7 separate regions of the Mus musculus genome follow, and all the other regions are linked to region 6. Evidence: chromatin contacts called from public Hi-C, HiChIP or PLAC-seq and promoter capture Hi-C data. All regions are on one chromosome and are shown on one strand. Each heading gives the region's core, a stretch centred on a gene start, on an enhancer-like site or on the middle of the called end of the contact. The rest is flanking DNA. Distances are from core to core; before and after follow the strand shown. Region 1 holds the start of Mov10l1 (Mov10 like RISC complex RNA helicase 1). Region 2 holds the start of Sbf1 (SET binding factor 1). Region 3 overlaps Ttll8 (tubulin tyrosine ligase-like family, member 8). Region 4 holds the start of Ttll8 (tubulin tyrosine ligase-like family, member 8). Region 5 holds the start of Sco2 (SCO2 cytochrome c oxidase assembly protein). Region 6 holds the start of Mapk11 (mitogen-activated protein kinase 11). Region 7 overlaps Ppp6r2 (protein phosphatase 6, regulatory subunit 2).

What was found. Promoter capture Hi-C pulls out the DNA fragments that hold promoters and counts their contacts. Hi-C and Micro-C count contacts between places; a contact is called where the count stands out from the background. HiChIP or PLAC-seq counts read pairs in DNA pulled down with a chosen protein or histone mark. Capture Hi-C pulls out chosen DNA fragments and counts their contacts.
Region 1: a promoter capture Hi-C map of adipose tissue shows a contact between it and region 6. The contact joins the promoter of Mov10l1 here to the promoter of Mapk11 in region 6. A contact is called at or near these places in 1 of 115 datasets of contacts at active chromatin or transcription factors (double positive thymocytes) and 2 of 9 other capture datasets (adipose tissue and pancreatic islet).
Region 2: a contact with region 6 is called in a promoter capture Hi-C map of liver, with 2.0 times the contacts expected there. The contact joins the promoter of Sbf1 here to the promoter of Mapk11 in region 6. A contact is called at or near these places in 16 of 39 promoter capture datasets (the 3T3-L1 cell line, the C10 cell line, the HPC-7 cell line and 9 more), 1 of 484 Hi-C or Micro-C datasets (regulatory T cells), 7 of 115 datasets of contacts at active chromatin or transcription factors (bone marrow-derived macrophages, double positive thymocytes, embryonic forebrain and 3 more) and 4 of 9 other capture datasets (adipose tissue, embryonic stem cells, liver and 1 more).
Region 3: a contact with region 6 is called in an H3K4me3 HiChIP or PLAC-seq map of bone marrow-derived macrophages, with 4 times the contacts expected there. The contact joins the enhancer-like site here to the promoter of Mapk11 in region 6. A contact is called at or near these places in 5 of 39 promoter capture datasets (embryonic stem cells, frontonasal cranial neural crest, hippocampal neurons and 2 more), 3 of 115 datasets of contacts at active chromatin or transcription factors (bone marrow-derived macrophages and embryonic stem cells) and 4 of 9 other capture datasets (adipose tissue, embryonic stem cells, liver and 1 more).
Region 4: a contact with region 6 is called in a promoter capture Hi-C map of adipose tissue. The contact joins the promoter of Ttll8 here to the promoter of Mapk11 in region 6. A contact is called at or near these places in 3 of 39 promoter capture datasets (liver and stem cell-derived epiblast-like cells), 2 of 115 datasets of contacts at active chromatin or transcription factors (embryonic stem cells and pancreatic cancer cells) and 4 of 9 other capture datasets (adipose tissue, embryonic stem cells, liver and 1 more).
Region 5: a promoter capture Hi-C map of liver shows a contact between it and region 6. The contact joins the promoter of Sco2 here to the promoter of Mapk11 in region 6. A contact is called at or near these places in 12 of 39 promoter capture datasets (the C10 cell line, the HPC-7 cell line, cranial neural crest and 8 more), 4 of 484 Hi-C or Micro-C datasets (B cells, CD8 T cells, embryonic stem cells and 1 more), 8 of 115 datasets of contacts at active chromatin or transcription factors (CD4 single positive thymocytes, effector CD8 T cells, embryonic stem cells and 3 more) and 3 of 9 other capture datasets (adipose tissue, liver and pancreatic islet).
Region 7: a Hi-C map of pre-megakaryocyte-erythroid progenitors shows a contact between it and region 6, with 2.7 times the contacts expected there. The contact joins the enhancer-like site here to the promoter of Mapk11 in region 6. A contact is called at or near these places in 1 of 39 promoter capture datasets (embryonic stem cells), 1 of 15 datasets of contacts at CTCF or cohesin (large pre-B cells), 3 of 484 Hi-C or Micro-C datasets (cerebellum, nephron progenitors and pre-megakaryocyte-erythroid progenitors), 4 of 115 datasets of contacts at active chromatin or transcription factors (embryonic forebrain, embryonic stem cells and pancreatic cancer cells) and 3 of 9 other capture datasets (adipose tissue, liver and pancreatic islet).

Annotation. Positions count from the first base shown.
Region 1 is chr15:88,981,331-88,984,395 of GRCm38.p6, reverse strand. It overlaps Mov10l1 (Mov10 like RISC complex RNA helicase 1), which reads right to left and starts at 1,402. Exons shown (of 27, transcript NM_031260.2): 1 at 1,335-1,402. It also overlaps a transcript of Mlc1 not described here.
Region 2 is chr15:89,313,838-89,316,589 of GRCm38.p6, reverse strand. It overlaps Sbf1 (SET binding factor 1), which reads left to right and starts at 1,279. Exons shown (of 41, transcript NM_001170561.1): 1 at 1,279-1,528. The coding sequence starts at 1,474.
Region 3 is chr15:88,935,800-88,938,499 of GRCm38.p6, reverse strand. It overlaps Ttll8 (tubulin tyrosine ligase-like family, member 8), which reads left to right. Exons shown (of 12, transcript NM_172818.3): 3 at 2,374-2,497. Among named protein-coding and RNA genes, the nearest start is that of Ttll8, 17 kb to the left of the region's middle. Within about 2 kb of position 1,344, at least 61 of the 459 cell types and tissues checked have an H3K27ac peak or open chromatin away from gene starts, as enhancers often do. A contact at or near this core is called in bone marrow-derived macrophages, where this site is marked.
Region 4 is chr15:88,952,982-88,955,681 of GRCm38.p6, reverse strand. It overlaps Ttll8 (tubulin tyrosine ligase-like family, member 8), which reads left to right and starts at 1,264. Exons shown (of 12, transcript NM_172818.3): 1 at 1,264-1,826. The coding sequence starts at 1,607.
Region 5 is chr15:89,372,561-89,375,501 of GRCm38.p6, reverse strand. It overlaps Sco2 (SCO2 cytochrome c oxidase assembly protein), which reads left to right and starts at 1,611. Exons shown (of 3, transcript NM_001111288.2): 1 at 1,611-1,819; 2 at 1,900-2,079. Ncaph2 (non-SMC condensin II complex, subunit H2) reads right to left here. Exons shown (of 20, transcript NM_001115132.2): 20 at 2,652-2,941. Tymp (thymidine phosphorylase) reads left to right here. Exons shown (of 11, transcript NM_138302.2): 5 at 377-506; 6 at 627-745; 7 at 1,089-1,251; 8 at 1,340-1,570; 9 at 1,679-1,819; 10 at 1,900-2,079. The coding sequence ends at 2,057.
Region 6 is chr15:89,148,198-89,150,957 of GRCm38.p6, reverse strand. It overlaps Mapk11 (mitogen-activated protein kinase 11), which reads left to right and starts at 1,352. Exons shown (of 12, transcript NM_011161.5): 1 at 1,352-1,560. The coding sequence starts at 1,445.
Region 7 is chr15:89,283,868-89,286,567 of GRCm38.p6, reverse strand. It overlaps Ppp6r2 (protein phosphatase 6, regulatory subunit 2), which reads right to left. Exons shown (of 25, transcript NM_026813.2): 24 at 562-789; 25 at 1-470. The coding sequence ends at 422. Among named protein-coding and RNA genes, the nearest start is that of Mir6959, 21 kb to the left of the region's middle. Within about 2 kb of position 1,332, at least 24 of the 459 cell types and tissues checked have an H3K27ac peak or open chromatin away from gene starts, as enhancers often do. A contact at or near this core is called in pre-megakaryocyte-erythroid progenitors, where this site is marked.

The sequences.
Region 1 (3,065 bases), core at 153-2,652, 170 kb after region 6:
CTTGCTTTCTTATACAACCCAAGGACACCAGCCCGGGGATGGTATCACCCACAATAGGCTTTCTTCCCCTCCTGATCACTATGCCCCACAGCTGGATCTCATGGAGGTATTTCCTCAACTGAAGCTCTTTTCTCTATGATAACTCCAGCCTGTGTTAAGTTGACACACAAAATCAGCCAATACACATGACACAACACCATAAAACTGGAACTCAAGCTGTTACAGAAAGCCACTTTTTTTTTTTTTACAGTGGTTCTCAACCTTCCTAATGCAGTGACCCTTTAATATAGTTCCTAATGTTGTGGTGACCTCAACCATAAAATTATTTTTCTTGCTACTTCACATCTGTAATTTTGCTATTCATAACTATTTCGAATCATAATGTAAATAGCTGATATGTGACACACACACCCCTTACAGGGGCCGTGACCCACAGGTTGAGAACCACCCCTTTGGCCGTATGCCATTATTTTCTCCAGGTTACATTTTGTTACAGAAACCAGCACATCTAAATACAAAAGGCCTTTCAATTACCATGCTGTGCTCAACAACTTCATTTTTTTTTTAATGTTATTTTTAGCTTCTCTTGAAAATTTCACTCTTTTAGAGGATGGCGAAATCCAGGGAGCCACTAGCCCAAGTTCACACGCAAAAGAAAAACTAGAAAGAAAGGCAGCAAGCATGGCCCTGAGCTCCGGGGAGGGGTAACCTGGTAACTCTGGAAGTGAAACCGGAGCTCATGCTGAAAGTCACTGTTCTTGGCAATGGTTCTAACGCCGCGACCCTTTAATACAGCTCCTCCTGTCGTGGTGACCCCCACAACCCTAGACTGATTTTTTTTTGTTGCTTCTTCAGAAATGCCAGAACTGGAAGCCTGGGAATGATAAAGAATCCAAGGGGAATGACTTCATTGCTTTTGGAAAGGACAACTCCAAGTGGTAGAACGATGGTTTCCGGACCTCACTCATCCCACTGAGAGCTCAGTGGGGACCAAAGCCAGGCAGAGAGGGGGCAGCGATATCCAGTTGGCGCGTATAGCACAAAATCACGCACAGTGAAGGAAAGGGACAATGAGGTAGCCATGGCACTGGCCCAAGAATAACAAGGCACCCGTGCAAAAATCACGCACCCTTTTTTTCTCTCTTGAGAAAATGACTAAGAGATACAGCCCGTTTGGGTTTGCGAAGGAAGGGAGGGCCAAGCCTAAGCTTCCAAAGGCCTGTTCTCGAACCACCGAAGGAAGGCGGGAGAGCCCGACCGGAGGGGGTCACAGCTTCGCCCCCACCTCACAGGCCTGCTGAGGGCTTCCAGCGGAGTGCTCCGTGCACCCTTACCTTCCGACAGCTCCCGCCCTGGTTGCCCGACCTCCTCCTCAGGGATGTCCTCCTTCCTCCAGAAGAAGGACACCAGCTTGGCAGCAAGGCGCAGCATGGCATCCACGCGGCGGCGGCCTCCACCTCCGTCCCAGCTTCTTGCCCGCACGCCACAGCCCCGCCCATGGGCCAGCACGCATGCGCTGGTAGAAACCAGCCAATGGGGTTCTTGCATCTGCGCCTGCGCCTGCCTGTCATAGAACTCAGCCAATGGGGTCCCTGTATATTCCACGAGGCTCGACCGTTAGCCACGAGAGGTTGGCGGTTAGCACGTGAAGGAGCATGGAGGTCCTCGTGCAAGAGATGAGAGGCCTGGCATGCGCAGTGTGTGGAAGAGAGGGTGGCGCTTTGTGCCGGATGACTGCAGCGTGAAGCTGGGCCAGGCGTTTCTGCTGAATCCACTTAAGTACAAAGATAAAGAGTTTCACTACCCAGTGTGAGCTTAGGAGCCGTTTCGTAGGATGGTCCCTCTGTTCCAATATTCCTTACAGCTTTACTTTGTTTGTTTGTTTGTTTGTTTGTTTGAGAAGGATGCTATGTACCTAGGCTATGAACTCACGATGTAGCCAAGGATGCTCTTGCATTTCTGATCCCCTGCCTCGATCTCCCAAGTTCAGAGGTTACAGACCTGTGCTTTCACAATGCTTTAGGCTGTGCTAGAGGTCCTTGCGCACTTAATATCCCTACCACAAAACTACATCCCAAAGTTTGGTTTTGTTTTGCTCGCTGTTTTTAAGACAGCATTTACAAGCTATAGATTTCTCTTTAAATTTTGGTTAAGGTGCATCCTATACAATTTGAATCGCAATTTCATATTTGTCTTGTGGTTTGAGTTTTATTTTGCTGTTCCCCCACCCCAGTCCACACAGGCATGTTGTCAGTATACGACTATTTAGAGAGTTTCGGCTACTGATGTTAGTCAGTCTTAGAGAGTAAAATTTGGATGACTTCTGTTCTTAAAACTTGTCAGGGCCTAGTGATATGCACCTTTAATAGGACTTAGGAGGAAGAGGCAGGCAGATTTCTGTGACTTCCAGGTCAGTTTGGTCTTCATAGTTCTAGGCCTGCCAGGGCTACATAGTGAGAGGCTGTCTCAAAACAAAATAGAACACAAACCTTATCAAGGGTATCTCCCACTTTGTTGATCTCCTGAATGTCCTTCACTGGATATTCTGTGTGTCATAAACAGTATGTATTCTGTTGTGTTTGTTGGGGATCTGATTTAGTTCTAGATTTGGTTTGTCTGTTTGTACATCATTGGCACTCTTCAATTAAACTGGGAGTAATGGCAGCATTGCTTAAACATTTAGAGGCTGTCATAAAACCTTCTCAAGTGTGTTACTCAGAATACACAGGAAAATAATACACAGGACCTGACTATTTATAGGGTTTGAGTCATCTTCAGAGATGCTGGCTAGGTACCCCAGACAGGCTTTCTTTCACAGTATCTGGTAGTCCTGGCTTTCAGGACTGTGTGTGGTTGCTACCAGCCTGAGCTGCTGCCCCGGATCGGCCTCTTCTACATTTCCAAGCAAATGCCTTACAGACATTGTGACTTCATATCTAAAAGAAAACGTTGCTCCAAGACCTTCCTCTCTGACTGCCTAAAGAGCCCTCCGTACTGACAGCAAGTAGGATGGATTGGCTTCTCTTTATCTATCTGGAATTGGATCTCTGCTCACCATTCTGGGT
Region 2 (2,752 bases), core at 30-2,529, 170 kb before region 6:
TCAAGACAGGGCTTCCTGGCTGTTCTGGAACTAGCTCCGTAGACCAGGCTGGCTTCAAACTCCATCTGCTTCTGACTCCCAAGCGCTTTAATTAAAGGCGTGCGCTGCCACCACCACCATGACCACCAAGCTCATCCCCCTCTCTTAAAAAAGACATTTTCACTTTATGTGTATGGGTGTTTTCCCTGCATGTATGTCCACGCACCACCACAAACACGTTCCGGAGGCCAGAAGGGGGCGACAGATCCCCCTGGACCCAGAATTGCAGGCGAGGGTGCTGCAAATCCAGCACAGATTCCCATAACCTCTAAACTATCTCTCCAGAAAGGCCCTTATATCTCCTGTTTTTTGGACACATGGTTTCCTGATGAAGCCAAGGAGACTGGACTGGAATTCATGAACGACCTGCTTCAGCTTCTCAAGGGCCGAGACTCTTTATACACGTACACTGACGACTGGACTCGTCTCTCCTGAGATTGCTTTCATTCATTCTCCAGATCTTGCAGGTGGAGGGAACACGATGCTAATAGGTGGCTTGTCTTTCAGTTCTCACAGAAAACTAAACTCATCAACAAGCAAGCCTAGTCCTCCCCCTTTAATCTCCTGGTCAAGGACCTTGCCTCTCCTACAAGTGTCCATTCCTGTATTACTGCAAGAGGCCTGGCCAACCCCCTGACCTCCAGGGCGATCCAACTTCGCAGGAAGGTGACTCAAGCTGGAACTTTTTTTTTTTTTTTTTTAAATGCAGGTGTTGGATATCCCATCCATCCAATGGTGAAATATCTAGCTGCCCCTTTTTGCACTAGGAACTTAAAAAAAAAAAGCCTGTAAAGTCTTTCCCTTGGCCACCATAAGATTGGCAGGGTGAGTGGCGAAGCCATGACACTCCTCCATCCCCCAGCTCGGTCCTCTAGTTTGGGAGACTGGCTGGACAAGGCCTGAGCTCCACTGGTTTGCTTCAGGCAGACTGAGCTGGACCACGCCCCTGACCCTCGGAGTTAGGCTCTCCCAAGGGTGAGGTCCAGGTCTCCCTTCATTCCGGGGCTTCAGTTCCGACGGGGAAGTATGCCCTAATCCTGACCGGTGGTGCTTCAGGTCGAAATGTCGGCCGCGGGACCAGGGTAGCTGACCCGCCCCGGCCGCCGTAAGCTTCACCCGCCCAAAGGGTTGAGCCGGTCCTTGAGCATGAGGTAGTAGGCGGGGCAGCGCCCTCTGGACCCGCCCCATGCGGAGTGGCCCAATGGAAGCGCACTGTGCCAGGTCCCGCCTACACGGGAGGGGCAGAACTGCGCAGGCTCCTGAAGCGCCCGGGCGGGCCGGCTGGCTGGGAAGATGGCGGCGGAAGCCCTGGTCAGCGGCGCCGCAGAGGAGCGGGCCCGGGGTGTCCCAAGTGTGCAGCTTAGGGCCAGCGCCGGGCCATGAGCGCGCCGCCATCGAACCCTCGAGCCGTGGAGCCCGCCTGCGCCCCTTGCCATGGCGCGGCTCGCGGACTACTTCGTGCTGGTGGCGTTCGGGCCGCACCCGCGCGGTGAGTCTCAGCGCCGAGGGGGACGAGCTGGGGGGGACTGAGGGACTGGGACTGAGGACTCGAAGCTAAGAAGACCCGGCCGGAGGCAGGGTCAGGAGTTGGGGCCGAGCTCTCGGGGCTCTCGAAAAGAGGCCTCCGTAGTTATTGGCCACGGTGGCGTCGGGGCAACCCGCGAGGACCCCGGACGACATGGCCTGTGTAAGAAACATCCCTCCTACACCTGGGCACCTGCGTCGCTGTTCCGAGGTGGGCAGGGGCGTGTCGCTCGGGCGTGGGAGGCTGGAGGACCCTGCTGCAGTTCGGTCTCCCCGATTCCAAGTTGGGTGGGATGGGCTCACCCCGCCTTGGCCGCCTGCCGGTGGCTGGGTCTGGGAATTTCAGAGAGGGGGGCGGAACGTTTTCGTCTTCCAGCTTCTCTGACCCAGTGCTAGGTCTGAAGCCTCAAGCACCGCTTGATGGGGTGCAGTGGAGGGGGAGGGGTTCGTCGGTGGTATGGAGCCGGACTTCAGACGAAAGTGTCACACTTGGAGGAGAGCATTCCTGGTGTTCAAGCCTCTAAGCCAGGCCCCTCAGCGGGGGATCAGTGTGGTGATCTAGGAGGCCCTGATCTGGAGTCAGCACCTGTGTCTGAGAGCCCTTCAGTCCTGGGGGTAGGAGAAAACGGAGCCTGACAGTGACATCAACCACAGCCATGGAGACAACAGTGTTGGGGGGTGTTGGCTGGAGTCCTCAGTGTGCCAGGCCCTGCACAACCCTTTGTGTGTATGATCTCATTTCTCCCAATAGCCCACTGAGATTGCCTTGCTGTTGCCCTATCTTCAGCATAGAATCTGGCATAGAGAAGTTGAGTGTGTGGGTCTGGAATGGAGGCTGGGACTTGTACTCTGGCTGTCAGAGTCCACCTGCAGAGGGGCGGTATCTTAGGGACAACTGTGGCCAGATGAGGTAGCCCCTTAATCCCTAGATGTAATGCTTCCTACCGTGTTCCAGTTATCTATTCCACACAGTTATTCTGCTGCTTCTCAGACCAGCTGTCACTGTCACCATTCAGGACCCAAACTTTCTTCTTTGCCTTTCTTCTTGCTAAGTCTCCACTAGGACTGTTCCTTTGTTTAATGTCCACATGATGGACCCTGTATGCACTGGAAAACACCACCACCACCACCACCACCACCACCACCACCTCTGTCTTCAGATCTGTTCAGTACCCTCGCTTCTTTCTGC
Region 3 (2,700 bases), core at 95-2,594, 210 kb after region 6:
GGGCTGGCTTACAGGTTCAGAGGTTCAGTCCATTATCATCAAGGTGGGAACATGGCAGTATCCAGGCAGGCATGGCACAGAAGGAGCTGAGAGTTCTATGTCTTCATCCAAAGGCTGCTAGTGGAAGACTAACTTCCAGGCAACTAGGGTGAGGATCTTATACCCACACCCACAGTGACACACCCATTCCAACCAGGTCACACCTATTCCAACAAGGCCACACCTTCAGATGGTGCCACTCCCTGATCAAGGATATACAAACCATCACACCTGGCAACACAAAATTTATCTATAGAAAACTTCACTGCAGTGTCTCTGTCTGGGATCTCTGTGCTGGGACCTGGGCTCAGCTTGTCTCTCTATTCATGTCTGTGTGATGGGCTCTGGGCTCAGCCTGTCTGTGTCTCTGTGATAGAGTCTGGGACTCTGGTAGTGGCTTGGTTTGCTGACCAAGATCTCACTGATGTCTGGCTTACGCTCACTTCCTAAGCATCTCTTCTTCCAGCTGTTTGGGAGTCAGATGAATCCGTCTTCTGTGGGATCCTCTGAGCTTCAAGCCTCTGTTAGGAATAACCTGATGAGTTTAGGCCCCTCAGGAGATTGACTGTATCCATCAGAGCCCACTGACTTAGGGCCTCGGTGACATCTGCAAAGTCCTGTCACCATTTTAGGGTGATGCTAGTGAGTCCCATATGTCCTGTCATCTTGCTCTTTTGAGTCCAGGGACAGTGTCCTGCATGGTGACCCATCAGGGTCTGTACGTCTGCTGCAGGACACCAGTGGTTCGGTGCCGCCACTCCTGCCTGACCCCAGCTGACCCTGCCCGTCCCTGACCCTGCTAGTGACCTAGTACACGGGTCATGTCACTGCCTTCTGCACTGGCTTGGGGTACCCTTGTGAATGTCAGCTTTCTGTCTGTGACTACATAAAATACCTGAGGCTTTGCACTTTTATTAAGAAAACAAATGTACTCACCACCCAGCTTGAGGGGCTGAAAGCCAGAGCTTGAGCAGCTCTGCCTGTTTGGCTCTGTCACTGTCACCATGTGGCAGATGGCACCATTGTAGACACGCAGGTAGGAGGAAAGGAATATTTGACAGAGGAGATCAGAGGGAGATGGGGACTTGGCTCACTCTTTTATAACTGCTCACTGTGTGAGAGCTAGCTCACACTTACCCTTCCTGGGCATGTCCCCACTCCATCCTGGTGACCATACCTCAAGCACATGAGACCATTGGGAACAAGCAATGATCCCTTCCATGACCTTTCCCTGGGCTAAGACTGAGGTAGTATACAGTTTGGTTCTCCCACCAGCTGCCAACTTCCTGTTCAACCACACGCAGCTAACCATCTCCAAGCGATGAGTCAGAATTCCAGCAGCTTCTGGGCTGGCCCTGCCCCTTCCTCTGTTACCCGTTAGTTTTTCTCTTTCTGCCATTCTGAACTCAGGCACCCACAGCTTTTATAAACAGGCGTCACACTCTCTTGTCTTAGTGTTTCTTTTGTTGTGTTAAAGACACCATGACCAAAAACCTCTTGGAGAAGAAAGAGTTTATCTCATGCTACAGGCTTGTAGTCAAGGCAGGAACCTGGAGGCAGATGATGAAGCAGAGGCTCACTCCTCACTGGCTTACTCCTGTGGTTTGCTCAGCCTGCTTTCTTACACAACCTCTGCCTAGGGGTGGTGACGCCCACAGTGGGCTCAGCCCTCCCACATCTATTGTCAATCAAGAAAATGCTCCCCCAACCCCCACCCCGACAGGCATAGACCAATGTGGTGGAGGCATTTTCTCAGTTGAGGTTCCTCTTCCCAAATGATTCTAGCTTGTGTTAAACTGACATAAAATTAGCCAGGACACTCACTTTTCTATAAAAGACAGCTGCACTGGGAGTCCTCAGTTTTTCCCTAGACCCTCAGGCATTGTGCAATTGTGTGTCCCACCTGTATCCCAAATCCAGAAATCCTGGGACTACAGAAATTCTGAGTCGGGGCTACAGCTGCTCAGGAAGTGCTGATTTCTTGGTTGTGTTTTGGCCCCTTTGAGTGTGTGAATGAGTGTGTAGAAGTGATCACCTCTGTAATCCCAACCCAACGATGAATAAACGCAGTGCAGCAACTGTGGGGATTATATGTCCGAGCCCCCACATGTGCACACACACACACGCGCACACACACAAGCACACGCGCGCACACACACACACACACACACGCACGCGCACCCTTCTGCATGCTGAGGGCGGCATTCCTGTGCTCTCTGGGCAGAGTGTGTGTGTGGCCTTGCCGAGGTGCAGTCTGGTCCAGGCTACTTTGGAAGGTCACCTCAATCCCCTTATTGCCGAGGGCCTCAGCTAAGATGCCGCTGCTGTTTTCAGGAGAGGAAGATTTTCTCCATCTATGGACACTACCCTGTCATCCGGGCCACCTTGCGAAGAAAGGGCTGGGTGGAGAAGAAGTTCAATTTCTTCCCCAAAGCTCTCCAGAACCTTGGAAGTGAAGGTAAACGGCACATGGGTGGAATACCTTGTCCTGGGAAGGGTTTGTTTTTTGGTTTTTGGTTTTTTTGGGTTTTGTTTTAATTAATTAATTTTTTAAAATTTATTTACATTTCAAGTGTTGTCCCCTTACCCGGTTCCCCCCTTCCGGAAACCCCCATCCCATCCCCCCTTCCCCTGCTTCTATGAGTGTGTTCCTCCACCCAC
Region 4 (2,700 bases), core at 15-2,514, 200 kb after region 6:
TTCCTAAAGCTGTGACCCTTTAATACAACACCACATGTTGTGGTGACACCAACCATAAAATTATTCCAGTGCTATTTCATTACTAATTTTGCTAGTTAGATATGTGACCCACTGTGTGTGGGGTCGCGACCCATAGGTTGAGAACTGCTTTAAACCCATTGAAAATATGCTGAAGTTTGCGCTTTAAAACAGCGGACAACTCTGACAGGGTGAGGGGCCTTCCTCAAGACAACCCAAGGCACCACCCACATAGGCACAAACACAGGACGATCACAGGAACTAACCTGGAAAGGCCTAGATGGCAAGTAGTGCTGACTGTCGGGAAGGGACAGCCTGGAAGGGCACAGCACAAGTATCCCACTAATAAGTCTAGGTACCAGGGCCACTCTATGTTCCTCTGCGCACAGAAGGCTTACTCTGCCTACCCTGATCTCAGTAGACGCTCGGCTGGCAAGGGGAGAACACCTGCCCCGAAGGACCCTCGGACTCCATCCATCCCCACCTCAGGCCTAAGTGGAGGCTTCTCGTGGTCAACAAGGGAGCCAGGAGGGAGGAAGCGGAGGGTGGGGCAGGGTGTGACCCATAGTCTTTGTGACTTGGTGTAGTCTGAGGGCTTGGGTTGTCTGTGTGACCCTGACAGGTGCGTGGGAGATGTGGAGCAGGAGCACATGACCCAGGCGAGGGTCGCAGGCACTTAAGGACTAATCCTGACGCATGGCCTGCTCCGTCGGGGGACCTAGTCCCCGCTCTCGCCCCCGACTCCACCCCCGTCCAAGCCGCTCCTTGGACCGTAACATGGGACTGGATCTAGAACCAAAGCTCAGTGTGAGTGCCAGCAACTGCGTTCGGACTGCGTCTCGGGTGTCCCCTGTGCTCCGCTGCTGCCAGCGGATTCCTCTTTCACGCAGCCCTCCGCAGCCTCTGCCGCCTGTGCGTCCACGAAGCCCCACACCCCGAGTGGGGCGCCGCTTAGCACGCCGAAAGCCCCGCTACCAGCGCCAGGAGTCTGCACAATGCATGGTGCAGGCGAGGGCGGTTGCCCTGAGCAACCGCAAGACGCCTGGCCGCTCTGCCCGCCGCTCGGCCACAGCAGCACGCGCTTTAGGGCGGGTCCCAGGTGAGCACTGCCTGCCCTCAGACGCGCCACGCCTGCCCTCGCTAGTGCCCAGGTCCCCCTCCTACGCAGTACTCGGAACCCCGCCCCGCCCCCTCCGATTGGAATCCCAGACGTCGATCCTTAGAATCACAGAACTTTCCCACCTTATCCCTCCACTTTCACCCCACCACGCCTGTTCAACCTTCTTTCCCTCACCTCCCCACTTTCCTCCAAACTTCGTAACGGCCTCCCCTTTCTGACCCTAAGCCTGCGCCCCAATTTGTGTCCTGTCTCCCTACCTCGACCTCTCCTTCTTAGCTCCAGACCTGTATTTCTCTCCAGACTGGATGTCCCTCTTGGACTTCCCTAACTCTGGCCCAAGTCTATCTCTTCAACCCCATACTTACTTCCTTACCCCCGAGTTGTCCCTCTACCCTAACTTCTTCATCTCATCTGTCTCCCACTGACCTTTCTTCTCATCTGACTTCTCACACCTCAAGTTTCCCAGTCATGTCGTGTCCCCCGACCCCAAACCCTCCTTTCAGGCCTCCCTCCCACACCCGGGTCCTCCGAACCCCACCCTTGCCTCCCTGGGTATGTCTGAACTCTAAATCTTTGTCAACAGGGGTTGGGGGCCAAAAGAACCAGCTACGAGAGGCGAGCATGGAGAACGGCGAGAGGAAGAAGCTGTCTTCCACTTTGTCAGATGGAGATCACAAAGAAGAAAATAGTCTGTACCTTTCTTGTTCCGCATTTTCGGCAGCCTTACTCAAAGGAGCAGGCGTGGGGGGGGGGCGGGGGCGGGGGTTGGGAATAGCGGAGGAGGCCCAGTTCAGTTGCCCTCTGGACTCCCGTGTTGGTTCTGTGAGACTGTTCTGGTAGTACAAGGTAAAGCTTTTTATCCTAGCCGGGTACTGAACTTGCCCTTCAGACATGGGTCATATCCACTGACAAATACCTAAATATCTATAAGTAAAATCATGGTCATGGATGGGTACACATTTAGTTTTAGAAGATATAGTTCAGGGCCTGGGATGGTGGAACACACCTTTAATCCCAGCACTCGGGAGGGAGAGGCAAGATGATCCTCTGTGAATACGAGGCAAGCCTGGTCTACAAAGCCAGTCCGGGCAGCCAGGGCTCTGTTGTTACACAGAGAAACCCTGTCTGGAAAAAAAAAAGAGAGAGAAGATATAATCCAGGCTTACCAGCCGGGGCACTCCCCACTGGCCACACAACTGGCATTGCCTTGGCCTTTAAGATCAGTTTGGTGGGTGCTACCAGACTCTCTAGGGCTTTTATTGGCCGTTCTCTTACATTCACGATGGGGAAATATTATTCCACATCTTGACCATTATTAATAATGAGTCTTACTGGTTTCAGGTGTTTCTTGTTCATTCTGGATACCAGCTCTGTGTCAGATCGTTGCGTCAGACTTACTCACGAGGATCTGTGGCTGGGGGTTGGTTGGTTGATTGATTTCTAGGGGTTTAGTTGGCTGGTTGATTTTGTTTTTCTTCCTTTTCCTGTTTATTTGTTTGGTTAGTTGGTTGGGTTTTCAAGACAGGGTTTCTCTGTGTAGTCCTGGCTGTCTTGGAACTCGC
Region 5 (2,941 bases), core at 362-2,861, 220 kb before region 6:
GTACAGGTGGGCCACTAACTGATCAATGATCTGGGTTGAGGGAGTCACTGGCCCGAATCACAGGATGATCAATGGACAGGTTATTTATCTGGGTCACTAATGAGAGAGAACATTGACTATTCAAAAGGTCATTGGTTGTAAATAGGCCTGGAGTCATCGAGAGAACTTTGATCGGGATCGTTACTTGGGAACAGGGAGAAGCCACTGATTAGCTGGTACGCATTAATGTGTCTGTCATAACTAATCGGGATCCTTGGTAGGTTAGCCATCAGAACCATACTGACTCTCGCTGGCCATGTTTTGAACTTCTGTTGGGTCAGTGGTCAGGGCCAGTGGGTGGGTCCGTCCCTAGAAGTTAATGAAGGTGTCTGAGCAGATGCTGCACATCCTTGAGGAAGTCGGCTGCTGCATTGTCGGCCAGAGTGCAAAGCTGGTTCCTGCTGATGGGATCCTGTATGCTGCACGAGATGTGACAGCCACTGTGGACAGTGTCCCACTCATTACAGGTGACCTGAAACGGGGTACCCTGACTGACAGACAGTCCGCTAGGCACTGCCGCTTTTCTCAGAGAGGCAACTCTTCCTGTGCCCAAGTATACCCTGGGATGATGTTTCTGGTCTTCGCAGCTTCAATCCTCAGTAAGAAGGCCGTGGAGGGACTGTCCACTCTGGTGGTAGATGTTAAGTTTGGGGGAGCTGCAGTCTTCCCAGACCAGGAGAAGGCCCGAGAACTGGCAAAGATGTTGGTGAGCCGTGCTAGGCCACAGTGCCCTTTCTATGAAGGGACATGAGCCTCACATTCCGTCCTATCCCTGCCTCTGCCCACTCAACAGTCCTGGAAGAATAAAACGGCAATTCCTCTTTCCAGCCCTCCTACCCTATCCAATCAAAGCTGTCCTGACTGCGGACCTGGGGAAATCCTCCACAGAACCCCCGCCACTTAGGGCAACCAACCAGAACACCCCCATCCCCTCTGAGGCCTGGCAGTGTTGGTTTCTGATCTCTAACCTAAGCCTTTACTGACACCTTAACCCAGGGACAGCAGGTATGGGATTTGATAATGCCGGATACTGAATAATGCCTCCCCAGGTTAGAGTGGGAGTGAGCCTGGGGCTGAAGGTCGCCGCAGCCCTGACCGCCATGGATAACCCTCTGGGCCGCAGCGTGGGCCATACCCTGGAGGTGGAAGAAGCGTTGCTTTGCCTGGATGGTGCGGGGCCGCCGGATCTGCGGGACCTGGTCATTAGGCTAGGTGAGAGGGCTGGAGTTAAGACCACCAGTTTGTATGCCAGGAGCTCTCAATCCCTGCAGCTTCTGAGCTCCACCCCGCCCGCCAGCAGGAGGCGCCATTCTTTGGATTAGCGGACAGGCGGAAACACAAGACCAAGGCGCCGCCCGAGTGGCCGCGGCGTTGGATGACGGCTCCGCGCGGCGCCGCTTCCAGCTGATGCTTTCGGCGCAGGGCGTGGACCCCGGCCTAGCTAAAGCATTGTGCTCCGGGAGCCCCACGCAACGCCGGCAGCTGCTGCCTCACGCCCGAGAGCAAGAGGAGCTGCTCGCACCGGCAGACGGTGAGACCGGATATCAACGGCACCAGATCCCACCCACTTCCTCTCCCGATCTTTCCTGGTCCTGGCACGTGCCTCCAGTAGGTTCTCAGTGTCCACCCTCTCCCTTAGGCATTGTTGAGTGCGTCCGAGCGCTGCCGCTGGCCCGTGTGCTGCACGACCTCGGAGCCGGACGCAGCCGAGCGGGGCAGCCGATCAGACCGGGAGTGGGTGCCGAGGTACTGGTCGACGTGGGCCAGTGTTTGTCCCGAGGTAAGCGCTGTCTGGAATCCATAAACAACCCTTCCGGTCGCCCGCTGTGACCTAGGTAACCGCCTCTGTCGCTCGCGCAGGGACACCCTGGCTCCGCGTGCACCTAGACGGCCCTGCGCTCAGCAGTCAGCAGCGACGCACTCTCCAGGGGGCGCTCGTGCTATCAGATCGAGCACCCTTCAAGGTCCCTTCACCCTTCGCTGAACTTGTCCTCCCACCGACCATCGCACAGCCCTAAGTCTCGAACCCAGCTCAGCCAGGTGAGTTCAGTTGGGCAAGTCCTCCCCCAAGGGGTGGGACTGGGTGAGGACGCTGTTAACATGTGGCCTCATACTCTGCTGCTACTGCTTCATCTAGCTTATCACATGAGCTAGAGACCTTCTGAGGCCCAGAAAATGGACATATTGGGAATATTTGCCAGTCCCATCTTCTCGGACTGGTCCTAGCTCAGGGCTGATGGTGCCCTGGACGTATCCTCCATCTCATAAGAGATCCAGGTTGTAGCCACACGGGGGCAACATACTGGGGGAGCCCAGTAGGCTGGATGCCAGTGGCTCTAAATGCTAGTTGTAACAACCTTCCCTGGGGAGAGGGGGGGGGGGGAGGATGAAGGGAGATGGCAGGGCTGAGGGACTGCAGAGGGGCAGGGTACGGCATCCAGTTAAGTGCAGAGGAGTCTGCCTGCCCAGGAAGGTGAAGGTCAGACAGTTCAAGGCACAGTGGGCTGAGCTGTGTTACATTACAGAAAACAAGCTGGAGGCACTTGTTTTCTGCTGAGCCCCAGATTACCCTGAAGTGACCCTAAAGCTAGAAAGGATCACCTCTTAAAGGTGGTCAGCCAGAGGATCAACAGCCTCCCTATAAAGAACAATTTATTGTAAATAGACACATGCATCCCAGTGCCCAGGCAAAGCATATTCGCGGTGCTTCCAAGAATCCACAGGGAGGCTTGGCAGTTGTGGCGTGGGTTCTCCAGAGGTTGGGGTCATGAGGCTGAGACTCCCTGGTTAAAGACGTAGGTTAGAGCAAACCAGCTATGGACTTTTGGTGTTGCCTGGACTGCATGCAGCTTACGGCAGAGCAGTTCTGAGTTGAGACGAGCCGGTGCAGGCAGCTAGATAA
Region 6 (2,760 bases), core at 103-2,602:
CTCAACCCATAATCAATTTATTGGGAGGAGGAATGGGGGAAAGGAATCAGCTTAGAGACAGAATCTCGATTTAGCTCAGGCTGCCCTGGAACTCAGGATGTAGATCAGGCTGGCCAGGTACTCCAGCATCTCTCTCCTGGTGCTGGGATTAAAGACGTGCACCACCACACTCTGCTCCATGTTTACTTTCAAGTGTGAATAAAAGTAGGGCCTAGGGCAGTGGTTCTCAACTCTCCAATGCTGCAACCCTTTAATACAGTTCCTTATGTTGTGGTGACCTCCAGCCATAAAATTATTTTGTTGTTACTTTGTAACTAATGTTGTTACTGTTATGAATTGTAAATATCTGTGTTTTCTGATGGTCTTAGGTGACACCTGTTAAAAAAAAGAGGTCGTGACCCACAGGTTGAGAACCACTGGCCTAAAGTGGCATGGGTGAGGCCTTACTGGACATGAAAGCATCCACCCTGGACACCAGGAAAAGGGAGATTTCTAGGCTTGGTGACAAACTGAACTATGCCTGCCAGGGTTGGTAGACCTCCTGGGTCGCCTTGTGCTAGTGGCTGGAGAAAGTCAAGGCTGGGGGCGTTTCCCGAGTGTCAGTGAAGAGAGGGCTTCATAAGGAGGAAAAATACCCAGTACTAAAAAGAGGCCCATGTGGGGACCATACTTGTGGCCCCAATCATGGTGCTGCGCTGTCCCTGGTCCTGACTGCCCGCCGGGAGCTTACCTCTTCCAGGAGCTTCTGGGTCGAGGTTAGGGCAACATGGGGAGTAGATGTCGTCTTGTCTCCTGAAGGCTCCGTCACTTACTAAGACCTAGTAAGTCTACTAGGAGGTGAACCATTAACGCCAAACGGGGGCGTCCTCCTCACCCTGGCCACAAGGCGCCTTCCTCAGTGGTGCCCTGAGTTGGCGCCGTGGCGCTGGTTTTTTAACCTAGAGCCTTTACTTCCCCCTCCCCCCACCACTAATGTTTTTTGTTGTTGTTCTGAAAGTATTATCACCACGTGCTCAAGCTCACTTTTGACAATTTCCCTTCATTTCTGAGGAAGGGGACTGGCCTGGGACCCGGGGAAGGGCAGAGGGGGTAGGTAATATGCAGAAGATGAAGGTGGAGGAGTACAAGCAAGAAGTTTCATCGTCACCCCCATGGGAGGGAAGCAGGCTTTTTCCTTTGTCACGGTCTCCGAGGGGCAGGAAGCTGTGCGTCTGTCTCCGGGAACCCTCAACCTCCACCCACCCCACCCCACCCCCGTTTCCCCGCCCTCCGGTCTCCAGGCTGGGGAAATCCGCCGGGCCTCGGCCCCGCCCCGCCGTCCCGCCCTGCTGCGCCGCCGCCCCCCAGCCCCCACCCCGCTTTGCTCAGCGGTGCTGGGCGTGGGGCGCGGGCCGGGTGCTGCGCGCGGGGATCCGGGGCGCTCGCTCCAGCTGCTTCTGTGGATATGTCGGGTCCGCGCGCGGGATTCTACCGGCAAGAGCTGAACAAAACAGTATGGGAGGTGCCGCAGCGGCTGCAGGGCCTACGCCCGGTGGGCTCCGGCGCCTACGGCTCAGTCTGGTAGGGGCCGGCAAGGACCTGGTGGGAGCTGGGCGGGAAAGCGTGTGCGACCCTCCAGCGCGACGTGGGGTTCCCGGCGTGGGGAGGGGCCTCGCCCTGCCTCCGCCCCCGGTCTGCACGCTTCCGATGAATGAATGGGGGGGAGGGGACACGGAGGAAACTTTCCTACTAGATTCCACTCGCTGGCAGGTAGGGGGGGTCTTCTAATGCCCTCTCCCCCCCCCCCATCTCCGATCCCTTTCCTAGTTTTTCCCCAAAAGACTGAATATTGCGGCGTCACAGCTGGCGGGAGAGCAAGTCTCTGGGGCCGCTAAATGGAACAGTCAGCCATCCGGGTTATTTCGGGCAAGGTCTAAGTAGCTGCAGGGTCTAACGTTCCCCTCAGACTAAGTATTTGAAAAGGGGACCCCCAGCGGGGTGAGGAGACCTTTCTAATTTGGAAGACACCAAAATTTTCCTGTGGATCATACCCGCGCCTCCAGATTCCTAGAAGCTCAGCGGCTTGAGCCTAAGCGGACACCTACTCTCTTGTCTACACCCTACCCCAGTTTACCCAACAAAGGATCTCAGAATATAGGTAGGGCTTGGAGACCAGAGATTGCAGTCTCGATCGTGGGCAGCATCCAGGCACCTGGGATTGGAGAACGGCTGTAGATAGCCCTTGTTGACGGGCTGATCAAGGGTGTGGACACTGGTATGTGCCCCACACCGGGAATGGGGGCTGAGTCTCACATCTTGGATCCGGTGCTGTCATCCGAAGCCTCGGTACTGCTACTGCAACCCTATAGAGGCAAACAGTCCTGCTTTACAGGGCCCAGAGTGAGTTGGTCATGGGATCTCGCCCCATGTCTGCAGCCTGTAAACCCACCACTGAGATGGGTAGGCTTGTTCTGCCGACACTCGCTCCTTATTCTTGCTTCTCAGGCTGTACCCCAGCCCTCCACAGTGAGTAGAGACAGGATACACCCACTCCATCACCCATACATACCCAAGGAGTCGGACAGAGGAAGAGATGATGGGACATGTTGTGTCTGGGATGTTCAGGGACTCAGCAAGTGGAGGAGGATAAGGTTACACGAAAATACATTTTAAAAAAATAATACAATAAATTAGAGGGAAGGAGAGCCAGGGAGGACTTGGAGGGGGCAGGGAGGAAGGTGAAGCAGATACTTTGCAGGGGACTTGGACATTGACTCAGAT
Region 7 (2,700 bases), core at 83-2,582, 140 kb before region 6:
TAGCTGGGTACAAAGTGCAAAAAAAAAAAAAAAAAAAAAAAAAAAAGGCTTTTCCTCCGTGCATTAAAAAGTACAGATGAAACCAGAGCCTGGTGCTCCTCCCCCTTCCTGCCCATCTGACGGTGCTGGCACCGTAGGGTCTTGTTCCCTCACCAAGTCCTGCAGGTAGAAGCTGCAAGTCAGGGGCCTCATTGCCAGACCAAGACCTGGACAGGGAGTGGCCAGGTCCATCTGTCTTCCAAAAGGACCAAGGGCAGGTAGGAGAGACAGGAGCTGGGTCATCCAACTGGTTCCACTGCCAGCTTTACCAAATGCAGCATTTATTTTAAAGTTAAATTAAAAAAAAAAATTGCATCACCAGGTAGTTTTCTTGATTAAGGAAGCAGCCTGACCAGGGCGGGCCACGGCCGGGTGGCAGCAGTTACACAGGACCATTTAAGGCAGCGCCTTCTGGCAGGGCATCTGCCTTCCTGCATAAATGGGGGAAGAGGCAGAGTTGCAGCATGTGGGCTTCTGGGGTTCATCCAGTCCCACCCTACCCTCTTTGGCCAATCTACTCACCTGTCCTTTGTCATCGTCCCCAGGGTGGCAACTATGGCTGGGGCTGCTGTGGTTACTGCCACGATCGGTCCTGGGGGCACTGCAGCAGCCACTGAGGAAGAGACCACTATGGTGGCCGTGGGAGAGCCTGCCTTGCTTGGTGCTATGGTAGCCACGGCAGGACTGATGGTCACTTCTGAAGGTGCGGGGCAGGCAGGGGCTAACACGGTACTGTCAGGACACTCAGCCCTGTGTGGCAAATAGGCTCCAGTTATGGGTGCCCCTACTTCACTGCTGCCTATTTCAGATACCCAACAACCAGCAAAGGGCCTCCAAGTGATACGCACAGCTCCTATCTGCTTATCTCTTTTGTGGCATGACTACAGCTGGCTTTGTAGCCCTGAGTCCCAGACAGTGGGACAAACTACATGATGATCATGACCTCAATCCTTCCTATAAGCAGCACTCAAATCCTGACAGCTGTGGAGCTTCATTTACTGATGGCCCCAATGTTGCTGCTTAAATTTAACTTCACCCTTACGCTATCTAAAGGGTCCCTGATGACCAGGCATGGTGGGCCATGCCTTTATCGTGTACTTAGGAGACATAGGTAGGCAGGTCACTGAGTTTGAGTCCATCCTGACCTCCATAGAGAGTTCCAGGCCAGCCAGGGCTATAAAGTGAGACCTGTGTTTGCAAAAAAAGTGAGGTGAGGAGGAGGGATTATATAAGGACTGAGTGTCTTCATACCCAAAGCTAGCCTAGACTAACCACAAGTAACAGATGGATCCTGCAGAACAAAGATACCTGGCTCTGTCCCAGGGAGGGGTTCTCAGATGAGATGCAGGACAAGCAGGGAGGGAGGGAGTTGTAGAGGCTGAATAAACTTGGCAGTGGTTCAACTATCTAGCAGGTTTTGAAAATAGCTTTGTAAAGGATTTACTTTGTCTTTTTGCAGCAGGGTTAAAGTACTTCTCTAGGAAGGATTTAGAAAAAGAGGATGAAGGTCTCTAAAGGTAGGCTGTTAGTTGGATGTGGTGATCTTCCTCGGTAATCTGATCACTAAAGAGATGGAGGTGGGACAGTTGTGAGTTGAGACCACCCTCCACAACACAGCAAAACTCACAAACAAGCCTGTGTACTCTCAACCCAAGGAACTCCAGTCTAGGCTTTTCCTCTTAGTTAATTTTATCACATCTGAATCAGTAGCCATGTGAACCCTTCTCCAAGTCTTGGCTCTACATTTTTGCTTTTCTACAAATCTTTTAGATATATAGTGGTGTTTGCTTTAGGGGCGATATCCTGCCTAGGGTTCCTAGAACACAAGAGCCAGGGCCTCAATGAGCTTTGGACATGAGCAGCCAGACGCTATGGGTACAGAGTATGAAACTTTGAGTCCCAGCTGCAAACAGCAGTTCTCAACTGTGGGCTGTGGCTCTTTACAGTTATGTTCATCACAGTACCAAAGTTCTAGTTGTGAAGTAGCAACAAAAATGATTTATGACTGGGATCACCACAGCATGTGAGACTGTATTAAAGGGTCACACACTAGGAAGGTTGGGAACCACTGGGTTATACCAACCATGGATTCCAGCTGCTTAATCTTCCCGCTTAGCTGAGGGAAACCCCTTAAGTTCCAATATCACAGAGGACCCTCAAGAAGCACACACGTGGGCAGGGCCTACCCTGTGTGTGAGGAGGAGGAGGAGGCAGGGCTGGTAGGACCCAGAGCCTGAATGCATGATGGTGAACTTGTGCTAGGCAGTCTGTCTGGTGCCCACTGTGTCAAGAACAAGCTGGTGTCAGGTACATCCCAGACTTGGAAGTGTAGGCAGAGACAAGGCCAGAAACCCCATAGGTGATACTCATTTAAGAGTAGATGCAGAATCCAAAACAAAACCCCCACATGGGCCTAAGGTCAAGAGCCTTGTGAGATTAGTACCTTGTCTCCTGGTAGGGTCCAGCCCTGAGACTTCCTCTACTGTACCCTGAACTTAGGTGGAGATCCTGCCTCAGGGCCTTTGTATGGGAAGCCATTTCCAGTATCCTGTACCCACAGACAACTCCTTATGCTCCTGAGCCTCACCACCTGCTCTCCCACCGCTGAATGCCAGGAGGCTGAGCTCCCTGGGGAACACAGAGATCTAGCTTTGTGGAGTA